3 separate regions of the Mus musculus genome follow, and all the other regions are linked to region 3. Evidence: chromatin contacts called from public HiCAR-type data. All regions are on one chromosome and are shown on one strand. Each heading gives the region's core, a stretch centred on a gene start, on an enhancer-like site or on the middle of the called end of the contact. The rest is flanking DNA. Distances are from core to core; before and after follow the strand shown. Region 1 overlaps Alg14 (asparagine-linked glycosylation 14). Region 2 overlaps Slc44a3 (solute carrier family 44, member 3). Region 3 overlaps Abcd3 (ATP-binding cassette, sub-family D (ALD), member 3).

The links. HiCAR-type assays count read pairs that join an accessible place to other places.
Region 1: a HiCAR-type map of astrocytes shows a contact between it and region 3, with 2.6 times the contacts expected there. The contact joins two enhancer-like sites. A contact is called at or near these places in 1 of 15 datasets of contacts at CTCF or cohesin (the NIH/3T3 cell line), 1 of 484 Hi-C or Micro-C datasets (liver) and 3 of 115 datasets of contacts at active chromatin or transcription factors (astrocytes, embryonic stem cells and large pre-B cells).
Region 2: a HiCAR-type map of astrocytes shows a contact between it and region 3, with 2.0 times the contacts expected there. The contact joins two enhancer-like sites. A contact is called at or near these places in 1 of 15 datasets of contacts at CTCF or cohesin (the NIH/3T3 cell line), 2 of 115 datasets of contacts at active chromatin or transcription factors (astrocytes and embryonic stem cells) and 2 of 9 other capture datasets (adipose tissue and liver).

The regions. Positions count from the first base shown.
Region 1 is chr3:121,337,326-121,341,102 of GRCm38.p6, reverse strand. The region is part of intron 3 of Alg14 (asparagine-linked glycosylation 14); the gene reads right to left. Among named protein-coding and RNA genes, the nearest start is that of Gm33310, 8.5 kb to the left of the region's middle. Within about 2 kb of position 2,217, at least 32 of the 459 cell types and tissues checked have an H3K27ac peak or open chromatin away from gene starts, as enhancers often do. A contact at or near this core is called in astrocytes, where this site is marked.
Region 2 is chr3:121,463,170-121,466,932 of GRCm38.p6, reverse strand. It overlaps Slc44a3 (solute carrier family 44, member 3), which reads left to right. Exons shown (of 15, transcript NM_145394.3): 13 at 3,382-3,519. Among named protein-coding and RNA genes, the nearest start is that of Cnn3, 39 kb to the right of the region's middle. Within about 2 kb of position 1,857, at least 30 of the 459 cell types and tissues checked have an H3K27ac peak or open chromatin away from gene starts, as enhancers often do. A contact at or near this core is called in astrocytes, where this site is marked.
Region 3 is chr3:121,763,320-121,766,870 of GRCm38.p6, reverse strand. Abcd3 (ATP-binding cassette, sub-family D (ALD), member 3) reads left to right here. Exons shown (of 23, transcript NM_008991.3): 21 at 1,766-1,870. Among named protein-coding and RNA genes, the nearest start is that of F3, 42 kb to the right of the region's middle. Within about 2 kb of position 1,345, at least 15 of the 459 cell types and tissues checked have an H3K27ac peak or open chromatin away from gene starts, as enhancers often do. A contact at or near this core is called in astrocytes, where this site is marked.

The sequences.
Region 1 (3,777 bases), core at 968-3,467, 430 kb after region 3:
ACTGAATGATAATTAATGATAAAATTCCACATTGGCTCATAATGCAAAAGGAGAGAGAAAGATTGTAGGAATTGTCTATTAGTGAATTCTGGGCATTTGCAATGGTTAAAATGTTCTTTTTACAAGACATAGAAGAGAAAGAAGCTACTGAGTCTGGTATTTCTATTAGCTGTGTGATTTCTGTTTATGATTATGGAAAATACCACAGGGATGACTTAGTTCTTTTTGCCATTCTTAAATTCTACAAAAAAGAGAGAGTTCTTGACTGGAAAGACAAAAAAATATCAGAAAAATCACTCCATATTTAGTAAAAAGTTCTAGAAGTTTGGAAGCCAAATATCAAATTCCAACAGTGCCTAGCAGAAATAAACAATCAAATCTCTTCCTTACGTAAACAAAGACACCAAATAAGGGCTGAAGGAATTGTCCTGACCGTGCCTTTCAAACAGTGTGCTGACCTCATCACACTGTAGTAAGAAAAGAACTAGGGAGAGAGACAGGGGAACCCGTTGCTTCCTGCAGCAGACAGACTCCACCAGCTGCAATCCCCCACGCCAGAACCTTTGGGGTGTGATTTCATTGCAGGCAACCCTCTCATGAACGAGGTCCCAAAAATTCCCCGACTCTTCCTGCACTTGAAGTGAATGAATTGTGTATGAGTAGAAAGTAGCCTCTCACCAGATAGCAAACTGGCCCTGGCTGTGACCTTGGACTTCCTAGCTTTGAGAAACACATTTCTGTTGATAAACAGCCAGTTCGTGATATTTTCCTAGAGTAGCCTGAAGAGACTTAAGCCCTCCCATATAAAATGAGATTAAGATCCTTCTTGTTCCTTATGTCTACACACTAAACTTGTTGTTACATTATTTTAATATTCACTAGGGCACTTGTCTAGAATTCATGAGGCCCTAGGTTTGGTTCCCATCATCACAGAACAAAAATAAGGACCAAACACAGTTTAACCACGTTTAATTATTATAGTGCTACATGAACTTTAATTTGGATCTCTGGATGAATGTCACAGTAGCCTGAAGTCTCGTTTGGGAAAGTTATAGCATCCAGCTGTCAGAAATAGAGCTGGAAGTAAACTTTCTAGAAATCGTTTATAGTCATTTTGTTTTGCTAGAACAAGCTATTACGACCACACTGTACTGGAAACGGCAAGACTTTCAGCGCTCATTAAGTACCAATTAGTCCTTCACATTTGTCCCTGAGAGATACAGATGTCACCTCTGATAGTCACGAAGGCTGAGTGAGTATTAAGGCAGGTTTGATGCAGCCCCTCATCCGGTTAGTCACACACTCCATTTTCATATTTGGGGGCTCTACCCTGAGAACACACATGCCCCATAATCTGAGGGGTCTCTTCTCAATGGCCTTCCTGTGGTAGAACTTTCTAGTATATTACTTTAGAACCAAGGAATTGAAGACTTGTAAAGTTGGAAGCTCCTTAAAGATCGAAGGTTGAATTACAGACGTTCTAATCTAATGAGCTGTTGCTACGACTTGCTCGTATTTGTTGTTAGTAGAGAAAATAAACCCACAAGAATGTTGTCATTGTTAAAAATATTAGAATTACTATACATGTCTAAATATAGAACTGTCTTGATTTTCCATGACAGGGTAAAACCAAGCCATATTTAAACCCAACCAAAAGCTATTGTTTATCCACAATTTGTCCCAAGCCTCCATTAAAAAAAATTACCTGGTACTCAAAATAAAAATACAATGGCCAGAATCTGGGTATTTATAGTGTCTTGCCAGCAACTAAAACAACACCCGGTATCTGCTGGCTCTAAAGACAAAGGAAGCCAAGAGTTACTTCAGAGACCCTAAGCTGATTTATTGGTCTGGTAAGGATAAGACTCCAACTTAGATATTTTACTGTTCTCAGGTCTCCAATGAGACGAAATGTTTTAGCATGCATTTTCAGTCATGGGCTATTTTTATTTTATTATCACTGTCTTTATATCACTTCCCCTCCAAAATTTCCAAATTTACAATTCTCACTGACTTTCAGAGCTTCATTCTGATGCCATGGTCTCTAGTTTACCCTTTAGCAGTTTAAATGGGCTGTAGTCAGGTTGTTCTTAGAAACACAATGCAGATGACTTCCAAACAAGTTCTAAGTACTCCCCAAAGACTGTAGGTATTTGGGCTGCCTGCCTGTCCGTCCACTGCTTGGTTGTGAAACAGGCATGCTCCACTCTTCTTCCTGACAACAGAAGCAATGTGACTAGGTCCCTCCTGCTGTCTTAAAATACCATAACGGACCACTACACTGCCAACTGCAAGCCAAAATTGGAAAGTCAAAATTCACCCTTTGTTTTCTTTCTTTCTTTCTTTCTTTCTTTCTTTCTTTCTTTCTTTCTTTCTTTCTTTCTCTCTCTCTCTCTCTCTCTCTCTCTCTCTCCCTCCCTCCCTCCCTCCTTCCTTCCTTCCTCCTTCTCTCTCTCTCTTTCTTATTAGATATTTTCTTTATTTACATTTCAAATGTTAACCCCTTTTCCTGGTTTCTCCTCTGAAAACTCCCTATCCCTTCACCCTCTCCCTGCTCACCAACCCACCCACTCCTGCTTCCTGGCCCTGGCATTCCCCTCACCCTTCCTTTTCAAGTTGCGTTTGTCAGGGTGTTTTATCACAGCAACAGAAAAAGCAACTAAGGCAATAAACAAGTATGATGGGGAAACTAGAGACTCCTTAGCCAGCAGCGGCTGGACTCTCTTGCTGCCCTGCCGCTTTGAGAAAAAGAGCTGCCAATCAAATAGCTGGTGGGACTACTCCTATGCCAGTCACCTGCAATATTGTAGGACACCCTGGGGAGACAATCTGACACAGCTGAGCACTTCAGCTCCTGATGTACGGTCCTTAGCCAGGGCTGTGGGAAACAGTTTGTACCACACTTCTTTGCTCTGGCAAGCTGTGAGTGGGACTAAGAGCTTGCAAGGCAGCAACTGGCTCGAATAAATGCCTATGATTGCACCAAATAGCTCTTGCTTGGGCTTGGGCTGCTCAAGCTCACTTAGAAAGCCAGCTAGGAGACAGCCTCCTGTGCTGCATCCCCTGGTATTGCACAGACAGGCCCAATAAAAGAGGCTAGTGGTCACTGCTGGACTACTCTTAGTGTAGGCTGAGCTGGTGTCTCAGGGTTTTTACTGCTGTGAAGAGACACCATGAACGCAGTAACTCTGAGGAACTGTTTGGAGGAGTGGAACACAGCTACTCGTAGTCTCTTGACTAATCTGGTCCTCTTCTATTAGGGAAGGTCATCTTTGACTAAGCAGCTTCAGGAGGCACGGGCATGGAGTGGTGAGGGAGGAAGGAGACACCCATCTAGCCAGCCAGATCAGCCGAATCAACCCCGTTGATCAATGGGTTGACAGAAATCGAAGCCAAATTATCCTCACATCCAGATTGTAGGAACACAAATAAAGGAAAACCATTAATTGGGGCTGGTTTATAGTTTAGAAGTTTAGTCCATTATCACCATGTTGGGAAGTATGGCCTCGGTGCGGGAAAAGTAGCTGAGAGTTCTACAACTGGATCCAAAGGCAATGGGAAGAGACAATGAGCCACTAGGCCTGGCTGGCTTGAGCTTTGAGACCTCAAAGCCCATCCCCTAGTGTTATATTTCCTCCAACAAGGCCACACCTCTAATAATGATACTCTGATGAGCCTAAGGGGTGGGGAGCAGGTGAGAGTGCATTTTTATTCAGATCACCACAGATGGTAGCAGGGAGAAAGGAGGGGCAGTAGAGTAACAAACGACTGAGGCTG
Region 2 (3,763 bases), core at 608-3,107, 300 kb after region 3:
GTTATGAATTCTAATGTAAATCTCTGATATGCAGCCCCTGTGAAAGGGTCATCTGACAGGTCCTCACTGCAATGGGTTGAGAACAGATTGAGAACCACTGCCTTTGAGATATATATTATATACATATAATATGTTATACATATAACATATTATATGTATATTATATATATATATATATGTTTTTCTGTGTAGCCCTGGCTGTCCTGGAACTCACTCTGTAGACCAGGCTGGCCTCGAACTCAGAAATCCACCTGCCTCTGCCTCCCAAGTGCTAGGATTAAAGGCATGCGCCACCACTGCCCGGCACCTTTGTTATATTTTAAGTGATTGAGAAAACTTGGAATAAAACTGGGTGCTTTAGGCCAGGGAAAACAAATGCCCGCTGTGATCTTCTCCTGCCCGCATTTCACACACTTCTCCTTTTCCTTTCTAATGCACAGCATAGAAAGTCAAATCTTAAACCCAGCGACCTGGGCTAGCTCAGTTGGTAGAGTGCTTACCCATCTAGACAGTGCTAGTAATCCCAGCATTAGGGAGGTTCAGATAGGAGATCAGAAGTTCAAAGCCATTGTAGCTGTAGATAAATCTGAGAATTGGTACATGAGACCCTATCTCAGGTTCACCCTGTGAGTTTTACATGGTCATCAACTTAGAGCGGTTTAACCATTGCTCTCTTTTCCTTGCTGAAAGGTTAGCCATGGGGGAAGGGGGTTCCTCCCCTATGTGGGGAGGGGGAGTTCCTCCTCTAATCGTTTCCATAAGCAACCCATTGTGCTTGCTTCCTATCCTTCATCACAAGACACTCTTTCCACACACCGTCAACCTCTGTAGCAGCTCCCTTTGCACATGGTCCCGGAGCTGTCAGCTCAGATACGTGCACACACTGTGGACAGTCTAGTGCACTCCATCCTCCAGATGGCTGCCAAGGAAACAACTTCTACTCAGCTTAAGCGTGGACCACTAATACTGAAACAGCAGGATGCCTCTCGGGCAGTGCTGCGCCCACCGCTCATTCAGCTAGTCACTAATCTAGGTCTGGATGTGGCAGAGAGGGTGGGATCTCACGGTAAAATGTTATTACCGTAGTCACTTTAGGAAGGCATATATAATTTCCCTGTCAGTGTGGTTTTAGTGTTCTCTTTCAGTGGGCCGTGAGATGTTAAAGAAAAGATAAATGGTTAGGAGCCTCCTGGAAAGTCGTGGAATCGACACATGCACAAAAACGTACCGTTTAACTTTTAATCATCTTAGCCGAAGAACAAAATCTATTTTTGTTGCTCATGAGTGATGAACTGTGAGGCAGTAGGTTTCAGGGAGAAAACCCTCCCTCAAAAAAAAAAAAAAAAAGGCATAAACAAAACAAAAATCAACCTACCCTTCCCCACGTGACTCGGGATGTCCACTAGGAATCAGTAGGGAAAGTGTTGAGCCTGTGGTGTGGGCTTGGGTTAGAACTTGACTAAAGAGAGGAAGCAAAGATGGCCACCACACTGGGCACCGGGACATGGTCCAAGACACATAGCTGACCACTTCTGAGTTCCCATGAGGATAAAGAACACAGGTCTTTCCCATGCCCCCCAGAATCTTAAGGAGTTGATCAGGGCTCCGGGTGGCTGGTTAATGATGCCATCTTTGAAGTGCTCTAGCTACGTGAGAGTGATCAGCCTTCAGGTACTATGGCCAGATGCTGGGGTCCTCAGGCCTGTATCTTTAAACCTCCCATCCCCATCGGTAGGCTCTCTGTCCCTGTTTGGATAAGGAAAAGGAGCTGAGAGGCTGGTCGCTGCCCTGTGCCCAGTGTCTCCTCACTGGAAGAGCCAGGATTTGAGCCCAAAGACAGCTGGCCTACAGGGCCTGTGCTTCCTGGAACCACTGTGCTTTTAGATTGAGTTTTGGCCCAATGCAAACTGATGAAATGTGAAATCCAGACAGTTGGTGTTTAAAGAAAAGAGTCTTTGTCTTACTGACTCATCAGGGGGCTTTGGGAAAGTGCCCTTAATCTTGCTTTCCAGTCTTTGAAAGAATGAGTCTGCGCTGGGGTTAGAATTCAGTCCGCAGAATGCTGGGCTTGCATATGAGAAGGCCTGAATTCAGTTCCCAACACCACATAAACCCCCGTGTGGCTCCCCAGGCCCAAAAACTCAGCCTTTGAGAGGGAGATGCAAAATTGAGGCCAGTTCGCATTATGTGAGCCCTTGTCTCAAACAAACTAAAACAAACAAAAAACCAAATCTGCCATTCTAAACACACACACACACACACACACACACACACACACACACACACACGCGCGCGCGCATGCACGCTTTGACTCAGAAATCTCACTTTTTGGAAATCTAATCTTCAAGGATCTAGGATCACAAAATTAAGACATTCAGTATGTATTAATATCAGAATATTTTAAATAGCCAGTAGGTGCATTTCACTTCTTGAGTTCTTGGCTAAATTCAAAGTGTACCTTCCTGCACATATGCAAAGCACATGCCCCATAAAACTGAGTTACTAGAAATTAAAATGTTAGAAGCCATGTAACAACACCAAATGCTTTCTTAGGGGCAAAAGCCAAATATGTAATTTAAACTGTGTGAGTTGTTTTTTTTTTTTTTTTTTTTTTCATTCCTATTCCGTTTTTTTCTGTCTCTTCCTTTTCCACACCATCCTGCTGTTCCCTCTAGCCCCTGCCCCATTTCCTTAGAGCACTTTCAGCATACCTCTTCCCCAGGGTCCTCAGGGCAGAGTTGGGTTTGTTATATATCTCCCTGGCTCTGCCCTGCTCTGGGGAGCCCACTTCTGCCAGTACAGTTGTTGTGAGGATCCACCAGCCCTGGTGGAATGATTTTTATCTTGTTTTTGCCCGGACCCCAGATATTTCAACTATCTTGGGCACACGTTAGGTTATTTTTTAAGTGCTTTCCCAAGTGTCTGGTTGATTTCAAATTATGAATCCTATTTTGTACAGGGAATGCAGCTCTCTAGAAACAACCAATACTATCTCTCAGGCCCAGGGGATCCTGAAGAAGCCCTCACTAACTCCATACCAGCTACAGCCTTGGGTTTGGCTCACAAGTCCCTAGGGTCTGCTCTCTTTTTGTTACCCAAACACCTTTCCCTGCCCTCCGACTCTATTGTGTATTACAAAATAACTTATATCGACTCATTTTTTCCATGTGTGTGCTGGGCCATTCAGCCTGCAGGATTGACATGAGGTCCTTTCCCATTTTCCGAATGGTATGGAAATATATTTGACTATGATAAGAAATAGATCATAGTCCAGCTTGTTTGTTTTGGGTGGAGATACTAGGTCACATACTTTGTACTGTCATTCTGTTGCCTTAAAATGCCACAAATCACCGTATTCATAACTGATGCCTTCTGTTCTAGGATGCGTACACTGCAACTGCCATTAACGGGACAGACTTTTGTACATCCGCAAAAGATGCGCACACAATCATAGCCAAGAATTCAAGTCATCTCACGTCTGTTAACTGCTTTGGAAACTTTGTCATTTTCCTGGGAAAGGTGAGATGTCTTGACTAAATAAGTACTAGGTACCTGGAAGTCAACAAAGTAGCCAACAAGGAGGCTGACTTGAAAGGGAATCATGTTTGTTGCTCTGGAGTAGCTGCCATGTCTCACCCCTCACTCAGTCCCACAATCCTGTGAGGCTTCCTGTTTTACAGGTGACTCTAAGGTTTCATGTTTCCAGGGTCCCACAGCCCCTATAGTTGCTACTTTAATTCTTGACTCTGATCTTTCCCACCAC
Region 3 (3,551 bases), core at 96-2,595:
GTGAGAATAGTTTGTGGAGCAGAGAGGCCCTTGTGAAACACCGTCAGTGCACAGTCTGTGATAATGCCTGATGCCTCCTCTTCCTCGCTCCATGCACACAGGTGTAAGCCTCAGAAAAGCAGCTCATTTAGTTATTCACTTGCTGTGTACTTGAATAGAACAGCTGTGGGTAGTGTCAGGCATATTGTTGCAGTTTCATCATGGTTTCTACTTTAGTGAATCTTACAGCTAAGGCAACCACACAAAGAAAGATAAGCTCAAGTTTGCCATATGCAGCAGTTCTATAAAGGGCGCACTTGGATCGAGAAAGTGACTTAAGCAGTCACTTGAAAGATGTCCGGACCAGAGTCAGATATTGGGACTTAAGAGCAGATACACCTGTTGTGATAGCATAGGCATGGTCCAAGCATTCTGGAGTCAGAGGCAGTAGGATTGCCATGAATTTAGGCTAGCCTGGGCTAATTAGAGTGAGAGCCTCTATCAAACAGAAGCAAGCAACACAACAGCAAAAAGAGAAGGAAAGAGAGACATGACAGAACCTCTAAGACCCAGACATCTTTCTCCTAGTGGCTGATGGAAGAGATAGTGCTGGCTAGATGCTGAGGTCAGAGCATGGTAGGAGGAAGGGGAACAGGACCTTGAAGATGAGAAAGGGGAAGCTGTGGAGAACTTTTTGTCAAGTGGGGTTCTTTGAGTTACATATGTAGTAGATGCTCCCTGGTCACATGGAGAATAGTGAAAAGAATAGTGAAAAGAATAGTGAAAAGAATAGTGAAAAGCAGAGCAGGAGGGTGGTGTGTCATGCAGGCAGAAGATGAGTGTTCTCTGAGATGAGGGCATGGCAGGGATGAGGAGTGTGTACTCTAAACTCCGTGAGACTGAAGAAAGAGTGGATGAGAGGGAGAGTAGGAAAGGGGCCAGGAAGATTTCGCTCCTAGCTCTGAGAGAGAAGAGGATCTGGGATTTAGTTCTGAGGAACCCCACGTACACACACTGAATGGCCAAGTGGGAAAGTACTAGAGAGGACGGAGAACGCCGTGAGGGGAGGACCCCAGTGCCCTCGCTGTTCTCAGAGACGGAGTGCCTTGAGGAGAATGTTTCTCAGAAGATAAGTTGATTAGGGTGAGGGACATGTCTGTTGGTTTTGCAACATGAAGATTTCTATTGGGGACAGTGGCAGAACATTTCCAGAAAAAGAATACATTTGGAATATTAAGTGAGAGAAAATGTTCCACATTCCTGCTAATGAAAGAAATGAAAGGATTAGCACTCCTGGGTTCATTTCTAAGGCCAGCAGCTTTCAGAGACAGCACACTTCCTGACCAAGCAGGCCGACCTGGCAGGGCCACTAGAATGCAGTCAGTGAGCACCAGCAGATGCCCTTACTTAAGCAACAGGGGGAGGCTGTGCATCTGAGCCATCTGGGGTCTGAATTCTAAGGTTTGGCTAAAGCACAAAACTTGTTTGTTGACCGTTCATCTTAAGACTGAGTTCCATCTCACACAAGTGTTTGTTTGTTTTGTCTTAGCAATACATATTTCTCACATACATATTTCTCCTTTTGTTTAAGATGACAGTAAAAATAATTCATTTTATTTATATTATTTCTGTCTCTGGGATGATGCTTTTTAGTTAAGAATAACTTTAATATTTAGCTCTCGAAGACTCAAAAAGCATATTTACTGAAGTAAGTTTATCTTTTTTTTATTAGCTTCACCTTTAGGCCAATCTCTATTTATACAGATTATTTCCTTTTATACTTTAGATGGCAAGACTGTTTTATCATAAACCCCAGTTTGCCATTTTGGATGAATGCACAAGTGCGGTCAGTGTGGATGTGGAGGACTACATTTACAGCCACTGTCGAAAGGTAAGCGTCACACACAGGGGCTGTGCTGGAGCGTCTGTGTGCCACACACACCCACTGCAGGCTTGGCCCAGAGGGAATTCCAAGCAACGAGAATGCTACTGAGAAGTAATACCTAGCATTGTCTCTAAACTGGTAACTAATATATACACAGAGTGCATGGAGCTATCAGTGTATTCTAAATACAGCTTTATAAGGGCTGGAGAGTGAAGAGCACTGAGTGCACGTCCAGAGGGCCTGAGTTCAATTCCCAGCAACCACATGGTGGCTTACAACCATCTGTAATGGGATCTGATGCCTTCTTCTGGTGTGTCTGACAGCTATAGTAAACTCATTTATATAAATTAATCTTTAAAGAAAATTTAAAAATACAACTTTATAGATACAAACAGATTATAAGAAATTATCCATGCATTCTAAATCTTAGCAATTTCTTAGTTGTGATATAGTGTTTAAATCTCTTTTACATTATTACTTACTCAGTTAACCAAAACAACAACAACAACAACAACAAAAACGCTGGTATTTCTTTTGTCCCATTAACGTTACCTATATATCATTTTTTAAATTAAGAAAAACCAACAGTTACCATATGCTAACTTAAATCTTTTCACATTCTTATTTTATGTGTACATATGTGTTTGTGGCATATGTACCTGCTGTGCTTGTATGTGTGTGCATGCATAGGGGGTGTGTGGAGAACACAGGTTGATCTGGGTTTACAGGCCGCCCACCATGCCCACCGCCAAAACCCAGTGCTCATGCGGGGACGGCAGGTGCTCTACCCTGAGGCATCTCTCCACCCTTCGTTTGTTAGTTTTTAATTTATTTGGTTTATTTTATTTGGATAGTATTATCTAAAACAAGTTTCTTTTAGTTGATAAACAGGAGGTAAGCTGTGCTGCCATTATTTACATACTTGTTCACTAGTCCTGATGAACTCTTGGTAGATTTGAAAAATAGTAGTATATTCTGTTACTCTGTGTGACTAAATGAGTTTCAGGAGTATTTTAACAGTTTATATTTGGGGAGTTTACAATAAGCCATGTATATATGCACACTCTTGCATGTGCATACATGCGTGCGCATGCACACACACACATGCACGCACATGCACGCACACACATCCACATGCACACACACACATACACTCCCTGCCACTTGGAGGATGCTGTGGATCAGCAGCCGTAGCAGTACCTGGAAGTTGTTAGAAGTGTGGAATCTTGAACTTTGCAAAGTAAAGCAGCGTATTAACAAACTGTCACGTAACTCAGGTGTGTGAAAGGATGACGTGTGGTGTGCTGTCGAGAGGGTCCGCAAGGGTCTTCTCCACTGGAAGATTGTTGATTGAACTGGGATTGTATTTCTTTAATGGCTTGTTTCTCTTCTTGAGTCCTCTTTAGTAATTTGTATGTGGTTTCCAGTTTTCTAGGCTTAGAGATGTCTGCAGTGTTTCCATGCATAAGGTCATATAGACTGGATTTGGCTTGAAGGCTTCTCCCTGACAATTCTATGTTGTTGCCTTTTTTGATTTTAAGATGTGTGGCTCTGTAAGATACATTCCACTTGAGGGAAGAGAACTTACCTGAGCCTTTGATGGTCATTTAACATTGTACTGGCTATGAGGAAGAGGGCTGGGCCCTTAAGTTTAGAACCTTTAAAAACTGTTGCTTTGGAACCTGTT